2 separate regions of the Callithrix jacchus genome follow, and region 2 is linked to region 1. The links are chromatin contacts, called in public Hi-C maps. All regions are on one chromosome and are shown on one strand. The core of a region is the stretch at or near the end of the contact, and the rest is flanking DNA. Distances in the headings are between cores, read along the strand shown.

Evidence for each region. A called contact is a pair of places that touch in the nucleus more often than the background predicts.
Region 2: a contact with region 1 is called in a Hi-C map of skeletal muscle, with 3 times the contacts expected there. The contact joins the promoter of SMARCAL1 here to the promoter of XRCC5 in region 1. A contact is called at or near these places in 2 of 3 Hi-C or Micro-C datasets (both in skeletal muscle).

Annotation. Positions count from the first base shown.
Region 1 is chr6:137,939,241-137,945,935 of calJac240_pri, reverse strand. It overlaps XRCC5 (X-ray repair cross complementing 5), which reads right to left and starts at 5,159. Exons shown (of 21, transcript XM_017973703.4): 1 at 5,050-5,159; 2 at 1,391-1,504. The coding sequence starts at 5,070.
Region 2 is chr6:138,223,132-138,229,780 of calJac240_pri, reverse strand. It overlaps SMARCAL1 (SNF2 related chromatin remodeling annealing helicase 1), which reads right to left and starts at 1,929. Exons shown (of 17, transcript XM_078328444.1): 1 at 1,678-1,929; 2 at 521-557.

The DNA of each region.
Region 1 (6,695 bases), core at 3,910-6,409:
ACATTCTCGGGGGCCCTCTCTCCTGCCCTGCTCAGGTCTATCTTCTCTAACAGCATACTGGGGCACAGCCACGCTACTCGAATTCCACAAACCCAACTATAACCAAGAACAGGGTTAGAGCACCCTCCTTGACACCAACACCTCAAGAACTCCAGGTCATCAGGATTTTTAAAAATCTAGAATAACACGTGGGAAGTAGTAGTGCCCAACGGAAATGGAAACACACAGAAGAAACAGTAAGTGTCCAGGAGAAGCAGCAGTAGACAGTGAATGAAGCAGGACTTCCTGGACTCAGCAAAAGTGGCAGTCATACCAAGTAGAAGGGGCAGAAATGAAAATAGCTAACACTTACATAGTGTTTACAATATTCCAAGCACTGTTCTAAGCACTTTATCTACATTATTTTATTCCTTAAAACAACCCTATGTGACAGGTATTATTTTTCTCATTTTACACCTGGGACACTGAGGCACTGTAGTAGTTAACCTCCAAGGTAGCCACCATCCATTCCTTCTCTCCCTGTATTTGTAGGCCACTCCTTTTATGAAGAGGAGGAGTCTAATTATCCTCCCTTAAATATTATCTAGCCTTAGTGTCTTGCTTGACTAACAGAAAACAGAAACGACTTTCTGGGATTTTTAAAAATAGGTCATAAGAAGCCACATAGGCAGGGTCTTATAGAAAACTCACTCTTGGGATACACCTTAGAACCAGCTGCTTCATGTGACAATTCGAGCTATACAGAAACCACAGGTAGAGGTTCTAATGGATAGCCACAACTGAGCTCACAGCCACTAGAAAGCATCATCTTCCAGCCATGTGAGTAAGCCATTTTGGACATCTGGTCCAGCTGAGCCTCTGGATGACTCCAGTCCCAGGTGCCATCTGATTGCAACTGCCTAAGAGGCCTCAATAGAGAATCACCCAACTGAGCGACCCAGTCATTGAAAGAACCATGAATGATGAGTTTTTAAAATGTTACCTGAGACACTACATTTTGGGGTAGTTGATTACACAGCAAAAGATACCTGAACTAGGCAAAGAAGTTGAAGGACTTGTTCAAGACCACAAGGTTAATAAATGACATGGCAGAGCAAGAATTTAAATCCAAGCCATCTGTGTCTAGAGATTGTGCTTTTAAGCATTACTTTTTACTGCCTCGTTTCTGATAAAAACTGTAATATCCAGTGGAGGGGCCAAAACGAGGGAAGAAAAAATATCAGACTTTAGTGGTAGGGGACTTGCATGTGAGTACATGCAAGGAAACTCCCCAGACTCCTCCAAACAGAGGGGCTGGACACTATAAGGAGGCTGGTATCTTGCATTAGTAGGTAGAGGCAACAAGCAGTTCAAACACGGGTTACAAGCTCAGTGTCAATCTGAAACTTACCTGTCGCTGAACAAACATGGTTATCACCTTCTTTGCTTGTTCAAATGGGGATTCTTCACCAGGAAAAGAGTTACTCATGGTAAAGCCCACATCCATACACAGCACAACAGCTGCCTAGAAACAAAGTTCCAAAGAGTACTTGAGAAAAGAAGTCATAAGAAAAGATTATAAGACTTTCCCTTCCTTATTGTATTCATGAACCTCTGTCAGTTATTTAGGAAAGGTATGAGAAAGGGAAGGGATGTGTCCTACTTAAAGAATGTTAAGACATAAATTTTCACTATGGAAAACCCTTAAATAGTCCTGATACTTTCTAAAAGCTACGAAAGTTTCTAGCAGGAGAGGAATATGCTCCAGGTAGCTGCCACTCCTTTGGCCTGAAGAAACCAATGATGAGCAGATATGAAGCCAACCTACAGGCCAGAGTTAAGCCCAGTTATGTACAATATACATCAGGCAAACTGCAGCTGATCTGCAGACCTACAAACATGAGAACAGATGTTTTCATTGTAAGGCACTAATTTGGGGCATAATTTGTTATGAAGCATTTCTGTTACAACAGGTGACTGCTACAATCGAGATATATGCTAAGAGGTATACCCTGACAATTTGAGTCATTTTATAAACCAGTGATCTAAAATAAAGACACCAAATCTACTCCAGTAGATGACACCGATAACAAATAATACCAGAACAATGTTCCATGATAGAAAATGCAGTGGACACTGAGAGACACAAAAGAAGCATCCATCCACTCAAGACTGGTGGAGGGGATATGAGAGTGGTAAGGGGGCAGAAAAAGTTTCCTGAATGTGGATTTTCTTGGGTGAGCCTTAAAGAATGAGTAGGAGTCAATCAAGTAAACAAGGAAGTTACAGACAGAGGAAGTCACATAAGCAAAGGCACAAGCCATTACATAGCAATCATGTATGTAGAAAATACAGGAAATAAGAGAAACAGAAACAAAAAGGAATACATGTAAAGTTATTTATACCTGGCTTCCGAATTTTACCTGAATACAAGTTGGAAGAGACCTGGACTGATGGCAACTCACAATTTCAGTGTGAATTATAAAATCAATCAACAATGTGATATGACTGTTGCACCACATTCCCTACACCCCTCACTTCATATGCCTAAATATGTTAGTCTGTATCAACAGTATAGTGAATTCGAGAAAGAAAAAGAAGGATCTTCTGGTGAAAAAAGGTAACAGCAATCTGGAGACCTGGGACCTAGTCCCATCTCTCCTACCAATTAGTTCTGAGTCCTTGGGAATGTTACTGTTATAATCTCACTGTTAATAATACTAAAAGGCAGGAAACTGTTGGACTAGATGAGGTTTAAGGTCATTTCTGGAGTTATTCCTTGACTCTGACTGATAGTCTCAGATGTGCTTTGTACTAATCAAACAAACTGAGCAGCTCTGGGCTCACAGTTACCAGGAAAATTAATTACAAATAAACATGAAATGAGCAGGTTAGGGAAGATTCTTAAGAATACATCATGTAAAGAACAGTGGAAAAAAAACTAGATATTTAATTAAGCCAGATGAGAAGAATAAAGGGAACATAACAGTTTTCCTCTCCATCATTTTTTTTTCCTTTTTTTTGAGACATGGTTTCACTGTCCCCGAGGCTGGAGTACAGTGTCGTGATCATGGCTCAGTGCCACCTCCATCTCCCAGGCTCAAGTGATCCTGCTACCTCAGCCTTCCAAACACCTGGGACTACAGATGCACCCCATTGTGCCCAGCTAGTTCTTGAAATTTTTCTGTAGAGATGGGGTCTCCCTATGTTGCCCAGGCTGGTCTCAAACTCCTCGGCATAAGCAACCCTCCCACTTCCGCCTCCCAAAATGCTAGGATTACAGGTATGGGCCACTGTGTCTGGCCTCCTCCCAGATATTTGACAGCTGTTGTATAAAAGGATTGGTCTGCAAGAAAGATAACCGGATTAACAGATGGAAGTCACAGGGAGACTGGTGTGACTCCACACAAGGGATAAAAAATAACATTTAGAAGTGATCAATAAAGAAACTACTCTTTTTTAAAAGTGACCTCTTGACCCTAGCAATGGTTAAAAAACCTGAATGAATTCCTATCAGGGAAGTTATAGATGATTTCTAAATGTGGTTATATATCAGGCAATACATTAAGAGGAAAGATTTTTCACTATTTTATAAACAATGCACTAATATTAAAAGATTTCTGAAGTAAAAATAGATTTGGGGAAAAAAAGGTGCTAATAAACTACAAAATTCCTTTGAGAACGTAAAATGTACATCCCAGTTTCAATGCCTGGGGCATAATAACCTAAAAAAAGAGTCACAAAATATGCTGCTGCACTTATTTGATACACATACATAAAAGCTACTTTTAAACCAGAAAACTCTAGAGAACTAAAGCACTTTTGTCATGAATCAGAGGGTTTCAAATATGGAGCTTCTTGTCTGGAAGTAGAAGAATGGTCTATATATTTGAGTTCCTATCTGGCAGCAGTAAGAAAACTGGGAAAGAGAAACTGAGCAACATAGCAACTCTTCATTTCTATACTGAACCAATAAAGGCTGTTAGAATTTTACTTCCACTCTATCTGCCACAAACAGCTCCTCCACTACAGCTACAAAGTGTTCAGCAGCTGAAGGAGGAGGAACAAAGGAGGTGAGTGGCATTATTAAGAGTTCATGATCGTTTTAATCGACATTTCTCAATGAGGAGTTGAGGGAACTAGGGATCGGTTGCTGGAACTCATATCATGTTTATCTGTATTGATTGAATTAATTCATTAATCCCTGGAACCATATCTCCCTCTAGTGACCCTTCACAGGCAACTACCACTCTTTAATGTTGAAAAAAAAAAAGCTACTTCAAAATTCATTGTAATTTCTGCTATCGATCTGCGACACCAACGGTCATAGATTTCTAGCATCACAGAGATTCTCCAGGGCCCTGAAACCAGACAGTTTGGATTGAAATCCGGATTTCACCACGAAAGGCCCATGGAGACCAAACAGTCCCTTATTCTTCGGTTTTCCCACTTGCAAAATGAGGATAGCTTCCATTTAAAAGGATTGTGAAGATTAAATGAGATAGGAATAAAAGGTTTAGAACCGTGTCTCAGAGTAGGCTTTCAATAAATGCGAGATATTACGTTATTATAGAGATAATGATACGACACTTCACATTTTAAGTTATTTAAGTCACAGATAGTCCCTCTCTGAAGTTTTACAATAAGCCCTGTGGGGTAGTTGCTTTACCACCGCCAATTTTCATAATCGGAGAGATTTCAGGAACACAGGCTCAGAAATAATACAGAAAGTGGAGTTGGGGGGTGGAATGGGATAAAGCGGGAGAGGGGGAGGCGCGTGGGGAAGGAGGTGAGACAAAGAGCAGGTAGAGAGGGAGAAGAGGGATGGGATGGGTGGATAGTGGAAAAGCTGGAGAGTCAGCGAGGCTTAAATTCAGATCTTGGAACCTCAAATCCCCAGCTTTTCTGATAGCGCATCTCTCGGTCCCGGCCCTCCTGACGGAGCCCACCACCATGATCTTCTCTTGCCCCATTCCTTGGCACCGCCATGATCCCACGATTCCTGCTTCCGAAGCTCCCTTTCCGGATCCCCGGCATGAGTAAGGCCCAACCCCAAGGCTTTCTTTATACCTTATTTCCCGACCGCACCATGTTGCCGGTCTTCAGGCGCTTTGGTCGCTGCTTCCGGGCGGGAACCTGCCGAGTCGCAACTCGCTTCCGGTAAACTAGCGGCAGATAGCGAGAAGAGCCGCTTCGCTTCCTGCTAGGCCTAAAAGGGGCGGGGAAAGTCATGCCCGGAGCTCTGAGCATGCGCAGATTTCCGCCGAGCATGCGCAGCTTCCCTCCGTTCCGCCCTAGTCGGGAACCTTTGGTCTTTTTTTTTTTTTTTTTTTTTTTTTTTTTTGAGATGGAGTTTCGTTCTTGTTACCCAGGCTGGAGTACAATGGCGCGATCTCGGCTCACCGCAACCTCCGCCTCCTGGGTTCAGGCAATTCTACTGCCTCAGCCTCCTGAGTAGCTGGGATTACAGGCACACGCCACCATGCCCCGCTAATTTTTTGTATTTTTAGTAGAGACGGGGTTTCACCATGTTGACCAGGATGGTCTCGATCTCTTGACCTCGTGATCCACCCGCCTGGGCCTCCCAAAGTGCTGGGATTACAGGCTTGAGCCACCGCGCCCGGCCCCTTTGGTCTTTTGAGATGCAGGAGACGCTAGTATGGCAGATTCACTTAACGATTCACTTAAGCACTTAAAGATTCACTTCCCTTTTCTTTTCTTTTCTTTTCTTTTTTTTTTTTTTTGAGACAGAGTTTTTGCTCTTGTTACCCAGCTGGAGTGCAATGGCGCTATCTCGGCTCACCGCAACCTCCGCCTCCTGGGTTCAGGCAATTCTCCTGCCTCAGTCTCCTGAGTAGCTGGGATTACAGGCACGCGCCACCATGCCCAGCTAATTTTTTGTATTTTTAGTAGAGATGGGTTTCACCATGTTGACCAGGATGGTCTTGATCTCTTGACCTTGTGATCCGCCCGCCTCAGCCTCCCAAAGTGCTGGGATTACAGGCTTGAGCCACCGCGCCCGGCTCACTTCCCTTTTCTCTCATTGAGAATAACACAGCATTTTGAGTCAGAGCTCTGGAGTTAGATTTTCTTTTTTTAACTTTAAAAAAAATCTTGTGTTTTTAATTTCATTTTTTCATTTTTTTAAATCTGCTTTTTTCTTCTCTTTTATGGGATTTTTTTTAACTTTTATTTTTGGTTATTTTGAAGTTAGATTTCCTTGAGTATGAGTGTGAATGCAGAAAGTCACTTAACTTCTCTAAAAGATTCAGTTTCTTCTAAAAATTGTGATAATGAAAGACTTCACGAATGTGATAACCTTAGAACCAACTGCTGAAGAAGAGTAGACTTTCCCAAGAACAGAAAGGAGAGTCTACTTTGCTGAGAAAATGGCATGCACAAACGCCCGGAGGCATTAGACGCTGCCAATGGTTAGCAGTGGCTCCAGGTTGGAAGGGAGGAGTCGAGGTTTAATTTAGAAGACGAATCCTGGAATCCCAGCACTTTGGGAGCCCAAGGTGGGCGGATCACGAGGTTAGGGGTTCGAGACCAGCCAGACCAACATGGTGAAACCCGGTGTCTACTAAAAATACAAAAATTAGCTGGGCGTGGTGGTGCACACCTGTAGTCCCAGCTACTCAGGAAGGAGAATTGCTTGAACTCGGGAGGCAGAGGTTGCAGTGAGGCAAGATCGCACCACTGCATTCCAGCCTGAT
Region 2 (6,649 bases), core at 680-3,179, 290 kb before region 1:
TGCTAAAATAAAGATCCTGATCAAAAAGCAAAAAGCAGGCCGGGCATGGTGGCTCATGCCTGTAATCCCAGCACTTTGGGAAGCCAAGGCAGGCAAATCACTTGCGGTCAGGAGTTTGAGACCAGTCTGGTCAACATGGAGAAACCCCATCTCTACTAAAAATACAAAATTAGCCAGGCGTGGCGGTGCACATCTGTAATCCCAGGTACTTGAGAGGCTGAAGCAGGAGAATTGCTTGAACCTGGGAGGCAGAGATTGCAGTAAGCCAAGATTGTGCCACTGAACTCCAGCCTGGGCAACAACAGTGAAACTCCATCTCAAAAACAAACAGAAAAAGCAAACCCAAAGCTAAAAAGGCATTTCAGCTGCAATATTTCTCTCCTTCCCATGCCCCAGACAAGGTGAGTTATCAGAACCCAAGAAAGTTCCTTAGTGCACTTAAATCCATCAGATAATGAGAAGGGTGACATTTTTAACCAGAAAGCATAATAGATTAGACTGAAATAGACCAACCACTTACCATGGCGTGATACTTGCTAAAATAGCCTCTTTCCAACCTAGAAGAAGGAAAAAAGCATTAGCCTCCCATGGACTGCACACGAAATTCTCCCCTCACATTCACGCCTTTTATCCTTCCTGGCAGTCAGTCAGCCTGTGGCTCAGTGCAAGCCAGAGCAGCTGGCCTTGACACCTGATTTCCAAAACACAACACACGGAGCAACTGACTGACTCTCCGGGGAAAAAGAGGGGTGGAAAAAAGAAATATGTGTTCACTGTACAAATTAAGATGCTATATAAAGATGTGAACGAGCAAACAAAAAGAATAAAATTAATCCATACTCTCACCAGCCATCAATAACCACGGTTGAAATTAATAATTTAGAGTATACAGTTCCGATTTTTTTTTCTATCCATAACCACGTAATACATGGCACATATTTAGGAGACATAAGAATTTATTATAAAATAGGATCACTGTAAACATTCCATTTTGCACCCTGATTTTTTTCCCATGAATTTACCCATAACATTTATTTTCCTACTAACTGAGACATTTTTACAACAGTTTGTAAGCAGGGGGCGGGACACCAATTTCTCTGGCTTGGTTCAGATTAAATAGCCTGCATCTACTGTAACGCTGTGTAATGCTTAGAATGATGATGTAGGAGTACTTCAGTAGCACTGCCTAGGCCTCTGGGCAACTATAGGGTTCAAGGGTTTCCTTCCCTGCTGGGGCTCCCTTTGGCAGAACCCAACCCCCCACCCCACTCCTCCTCCCCGACCAAGAAGCATCTATCCTCAGAGAACTTCCACCTTCTCCAAATGTTAGCAGTTAGGAAGGGGTGAAGCGGTTAGGGAAACGTTTTGCAGGTGCACAGCGGAAGCCCTCAGTTTCTCTGGGTAACGCACTCCTGCCTAAGTTTCCAATCAGTTCCCTGCACCTCCAGACACTCCAGATCCCAGGCCTGGTGAGCTATCTCCACTAACCAGGGAGACGAGGCCATAAGACCCACTGATCATCCCCAAACCATAAAGCCATCCCGCCACATGGACGTCCCTCTTCCTCTCTAAGCAGGGACCTCTGCTCCCCAGAATTTCGGGGCGCGCCTCACCCAGCCTCAAGGTAAGCGGGTGCCACACCCCACTCCCACCCCTACGATATCCACTTGGATTCACCCTTCCCGTTGGCCCACTTCCTTCTCCAGGCTGGCATTGGTCTCGTCCGCCTCCGCCGCCTTCCTGCCAGTCTACCACTTTCTCACCCAAGGAGGCCTAGAACGCGAGCCGCATTCGCACCCGGCTCTGAGCCCAGGCGCGACTCCAGAGCCTTCCGAGTCGGGCTAGTCTTCCGGGTGGACGGTTAGGCCACGGGTATTCAAGAGCTACGAGTTCGCCCGCCTTATTGTAGCGGCCTGGCCTGAAGGGCTCGGTCACCGGTGAACTACACTTCCCAGCAGGCAATGCGGCCACAGTTTCGCGTCCAAAAGTGAGAGTGATGAGACGAGAACGCCAGCGGGGCTGCAGGGTCTTCTGGGTTTTGTAGTTCATGCCGGGAGCCTGGCGAGAAACGGGAGCTGCAACGTCAAGTGCGGGGCGAAAGTGGTGCACCCTGGAAATTGTAGTTCTCCAGAGGTTTAGCCAAACGCCAGGTCCTGAAAGCCTGGGACATTGAGGTTTCCAGACCTGTGGTCTCCTGTCTCCAGAGGGCATCTCAGACAGCCAGACTAACTTGGAGGCTCTTGATAAAAAGTATTCCCCCGAGGCATTCATTCCTGGTATTGCTATCCTTGCAATTTAAGCCTCAGTCGCTGCGCCCGTCTGCCATCGTCGTCATCATTGCAGTCATCAGTCATTGCGTTTAGCATAAATATGAGTTACGTCATTTAACCGCACTACAACCTATGGAACACATTCTTGTCCCCATTTTACAAGGGGGAAACTGAGACAGCCATTTGGTAATGTTTCTCAATGCTTTATTAAGCTAGCTTGTGAGTCTGATTCCATAGACCCACCTCTTGAGAGAAGGTTAGTCACGAGATTTTAAGAGTCACTTTAGAAAGGGCATGGTGGTTTATACCTGTAATCCCAGCACTTTGGGAGGCCGAGGTGGGCGGATCACGAGGTTAGGAGTTCGAGACTAGCCATGGCCAACATGATGAAACCCCATCTATACTAAAAATACAAAAATTAGCCGAGCATGGTGGTGGGCGCCTGTAATCCCAGCTACTCGGGAGGCTGAGGCAGGAGAATCGCTTGAAAAACTGGAAGGCGGAGGTTGCCGTGAGCCGAGATCGTACCACTGCATTCCAGCCTGGGCAACAAGAATGAAACTCCGTCTCAAAAAAAAAAAAAAGTCACTTTACTCCTGAGCACCAACAAATCAACACCCTTTTCTCTCCAGGGTCAATTCCACTGTTCCATATTAGTGATAAATATAATATTGCTCTATCATCAGTGTGCATATGAATGTTGCTATAATTCTATTTTCAAACATGGCCTATTTAAAAAACAAACAGATGTCTACTAAAGGATTTGGAAAAATGGACAAGACATGCTAAGAAAAAGGAAGCACTGCAATGTGTGTAGTTTGATTCATTTTTTTAAAAAAGAAATCCTTACCTCTAAATATATGTAAACACATAAAGATCTGGGAAGGAAACTTGAAAACTCACCAAACTGTTAAGGAGCAGAGTAGCATGGAATACACTTTTCAACTTTTTAATCTCTATTTTTCAGAATGTTTGAATTTTCTAAAATAATCGTATAAAACTTGTGTGACTTTTGAAGCAATGATTTTCCTTTCTTCCATTCTTTCCTTCCTTCCCTGCCCTTCCTTCCTTTTGTTCCTCCTTTTCTTTTCTTTCTTTTTTTTTGAGATGGAGTTTCACTGTTGTTACCCAGACTGGAGTGCAATGGCACCATCTCGGCTCACCGCAACCTCCGCCTCCTGGGTTCAAGCAATTCTCCTGCCTCAGCCTCCCGAGTAGCTGGGACTACAGGCGCGCATCACCACGCCTAGCTAATTTTTGTATTTTTAGTAGAGATGGGGTTTCACCTCGTTCATTGACCAGGATGTTCTCGATCTCTTGACCTTGTGATCCACCCGCCTCCGCCTCCCAAAGTGCTGGGATTATAGGTGTAAGCCACCGTGCCCGGCCTCTTTTTTTATCAGACAGTCTCTCTCTGTTGGCCAATCTGGAGTGCAGTGGTTCCATCTCGGCTCATTGCAACCTCCACCTCCTGGGTTCAAGTGATTCTCCTGCCTCAGCCTCCAAAGTAGTTGGGATTACAGGTGTGCACTGCCATGCCTAGCTAATTTTTGTATTTTCAGTAGAGACGGGGTTTCACCATGTTGGTCATGCTGGGCTCGAATTCCTGACCTCAAGTGATCCACCTGCCTTGGCCTCCCAAAGTGCTGGGATTAGAGGAGTGAGTCACCATGCCCAGCCCATTTTTCTTAAATGACAAAGACATTGCCTGTCTTAGGGAATTTGAGTGAGGTTTAGTAGTAGAAAGTAGCATGGAATACACTTGGAATAAAGTAAATGTAGAAAACAATACTGCCTTGATAAATCTTCTTCATCTTGGGATCAAAGCAAGGTACCATGAGGGGAAGTGCTTAGTAAACTGTGAAATGCCAGAGCAGGTAAGGTGGCTCACGCCTATAATCCCAGCACTTGGGGAGGCCAAGGTGGGAGGATCACCTGAGGTCAGGTAAGAGAGGGATGTTGTTATTACTTGAGGTAAACCTCTTCTATCTTTCATTTCTCCATACCTAGTGCTCATTTCCTACTACATATAGTGAACATAAACTAGTTAGTGAACACCTGTCCCTGCCCTTCCTGTCTCTCAGCAGAGTCAGTTTGCTAAGAAAGCCAGGTGCTGTGCACTGGACTCAAGTCTGCACAGATTCACCTGATCATCACTTCACTTTCCTGGGTCTCCGTCGCCTCGCCTGTAAAATGATATCCTGCTTTGGTATGTGCTAAGAGGGCCTGTGGACCAGTGGGTCCTAATCTTAGATCCTAGAATTCTTATAGATCCACAGAAATTCCACAGAAATTCCAATTCACTAAGTCTGGAATTGAGTTAGAAGATGTCATTACCTTTCTAGCTCTAACAGTCTAAAATTCTAAGAATAGGAAATTGAAACAGGCGTTTGAGGTTGGGTGTGGTGGCTCACGCCTATAATCCCAGCACTTGGGGAGGCCAAGGTGGGAGGATCACCTGAGGTCAGGAGTTTGAGACTAGCCTAGCCAACATAGTGAAACCCCGTCTCTAATAAAAATATAAAAATGAGCCAGGCGTGGTGGTGCTTGCCTGTAATTCCAGCTACTCAGGAGGCTGAGGCAGGAGAATCACTTGAACCCAGAGGCAGAGGTTACAGTGAGCTGAGATGGTGCCATTGCACTACAGCCTGGGCAACAACAGTGAAACTCCATCTCAAAAAAAAAAAAAAGCATTTGGGGGGAATAATCATCTTCAGAAAGTAAACTAATTAGAAAACTAATTAGATCCCACTCAATAGTTACATATTTTCCTTTGTCAATAGCACTGTTTATTGAGGTCTTACTGTATGCAATCTTTTTTAAAAAAACTATATTTCACCAATTCTTAAGGTAGATTATAATGAAAATTCATTTTGTAAAAAAGTGTAAAGGCCTGGAAGAAAACACAGGAAACAAGGAATGAAAGGCGAGAAGAAGACAGCTGTAGCAGTCAAGCTCCAATTGGACTTTGAGCTTCCTAGAATATAAGCCAAAATGTCCAGAGGTCATGTAAGACCTTCAATCAAACATAGCACAGCGAAGCTCCCAAACACTGGTCACCTGAGCAGTACCCAGAATGGTTTGAAGCTTCACCTGATTGACTTAGAAACCAACAAACGAAAGGACAATGTAATGAGTGTTTTGTAAAACTAAATTTTTACAATTAATTGTAAAATCCTGAGAGTCTATTTAATAGGATTCAAAGTTTAACTGGTTTTTCTTTAGTAAAGTGATGATTATTATGAATACCTTTATTGGGCAAAATAGAAAGTTGTTTTTTCTTCCAAAAAGTAATCCAATAATGTTTAGTCTCTGAAATCCAAAGAGCTGGCAGACACCACTGTAAGGGAATCCAGAGATGAGTAACGTCCAGTTTTTCTCCCTCCAAAAGTAGCAGTATTTGGAGAATAGAAGGCAAATAACTAGAAGAGCCAGATTTAACAAATGTCTCAATATTTGTCTCAAATATTGTGTGGGACATACTTATACTCAAAATGGATTTAAACAAATCTGAAATTCAAATGTAACTGGGTGGACTGTATTACACTTGACAGCCTCCTGTTATCAGTAACTCAGGACTTAGTTGAGCAGCGAGCAAATACGCATTGATAGATGATTCACGGATATATTGGCACATTGAATTTTAAAGCTAGAAGGAGCTTTAGGGACCATCTGGTTTCATAGGTGAGGGAATAGAGGCCAGATCGGCTGCCAGTCCATATGGCACCTATGTTAGTCTTCTCAGGCTTAAAAACACACACACACACACACACACACACACACACACACCATAGACCAGGTGGCTTCAACAACAGAAATTTATCTTCTCACAATTCTGGAGGCTCCAAAGTCCAAGATGGTGGCACTGGCCGATTTGGTTTCTGGTGTGGACTCTCTTCCTCTCTATGTCCTCACTCGGTAGAGAGCGAGAAAGCACAGCCCCCTCGGCTGTCCCTTCTTAGGATGCTGATCCTGTCATATCAGAGCCTCACCCTTCATTCTCACTGAACCTTCATTCTCTCCTTGTAGGTCTTGTCTCCAATATGGTCACAGTGGGGGCAAGGGCTTCAACATATGAATCTCAAGGGGGATACAGTTCAGTCCATAGCAGCACCTTTGTGGATTCTGAAAACACACCCCTTTCTCCCAGGGAAACAGCCTGGCTCCAGGACCCACTGCAAGCAAAGTGTTGCCAGTCCCCAGCAGGGTGCCCCCACCAAATGGCAGTCTTCCTGCCACCCTAGAAGAATGCCTTGATTTCGTTAAAGCTACTTCCCAGGTAGAAGAACATCGATTTCCCTTCTCTTTGTAGTAACCATCCCTCCCCCACTTCATGCAGACTTGGCAAAGTGTTAATCAGGGGGCATCACCCTTGGGGA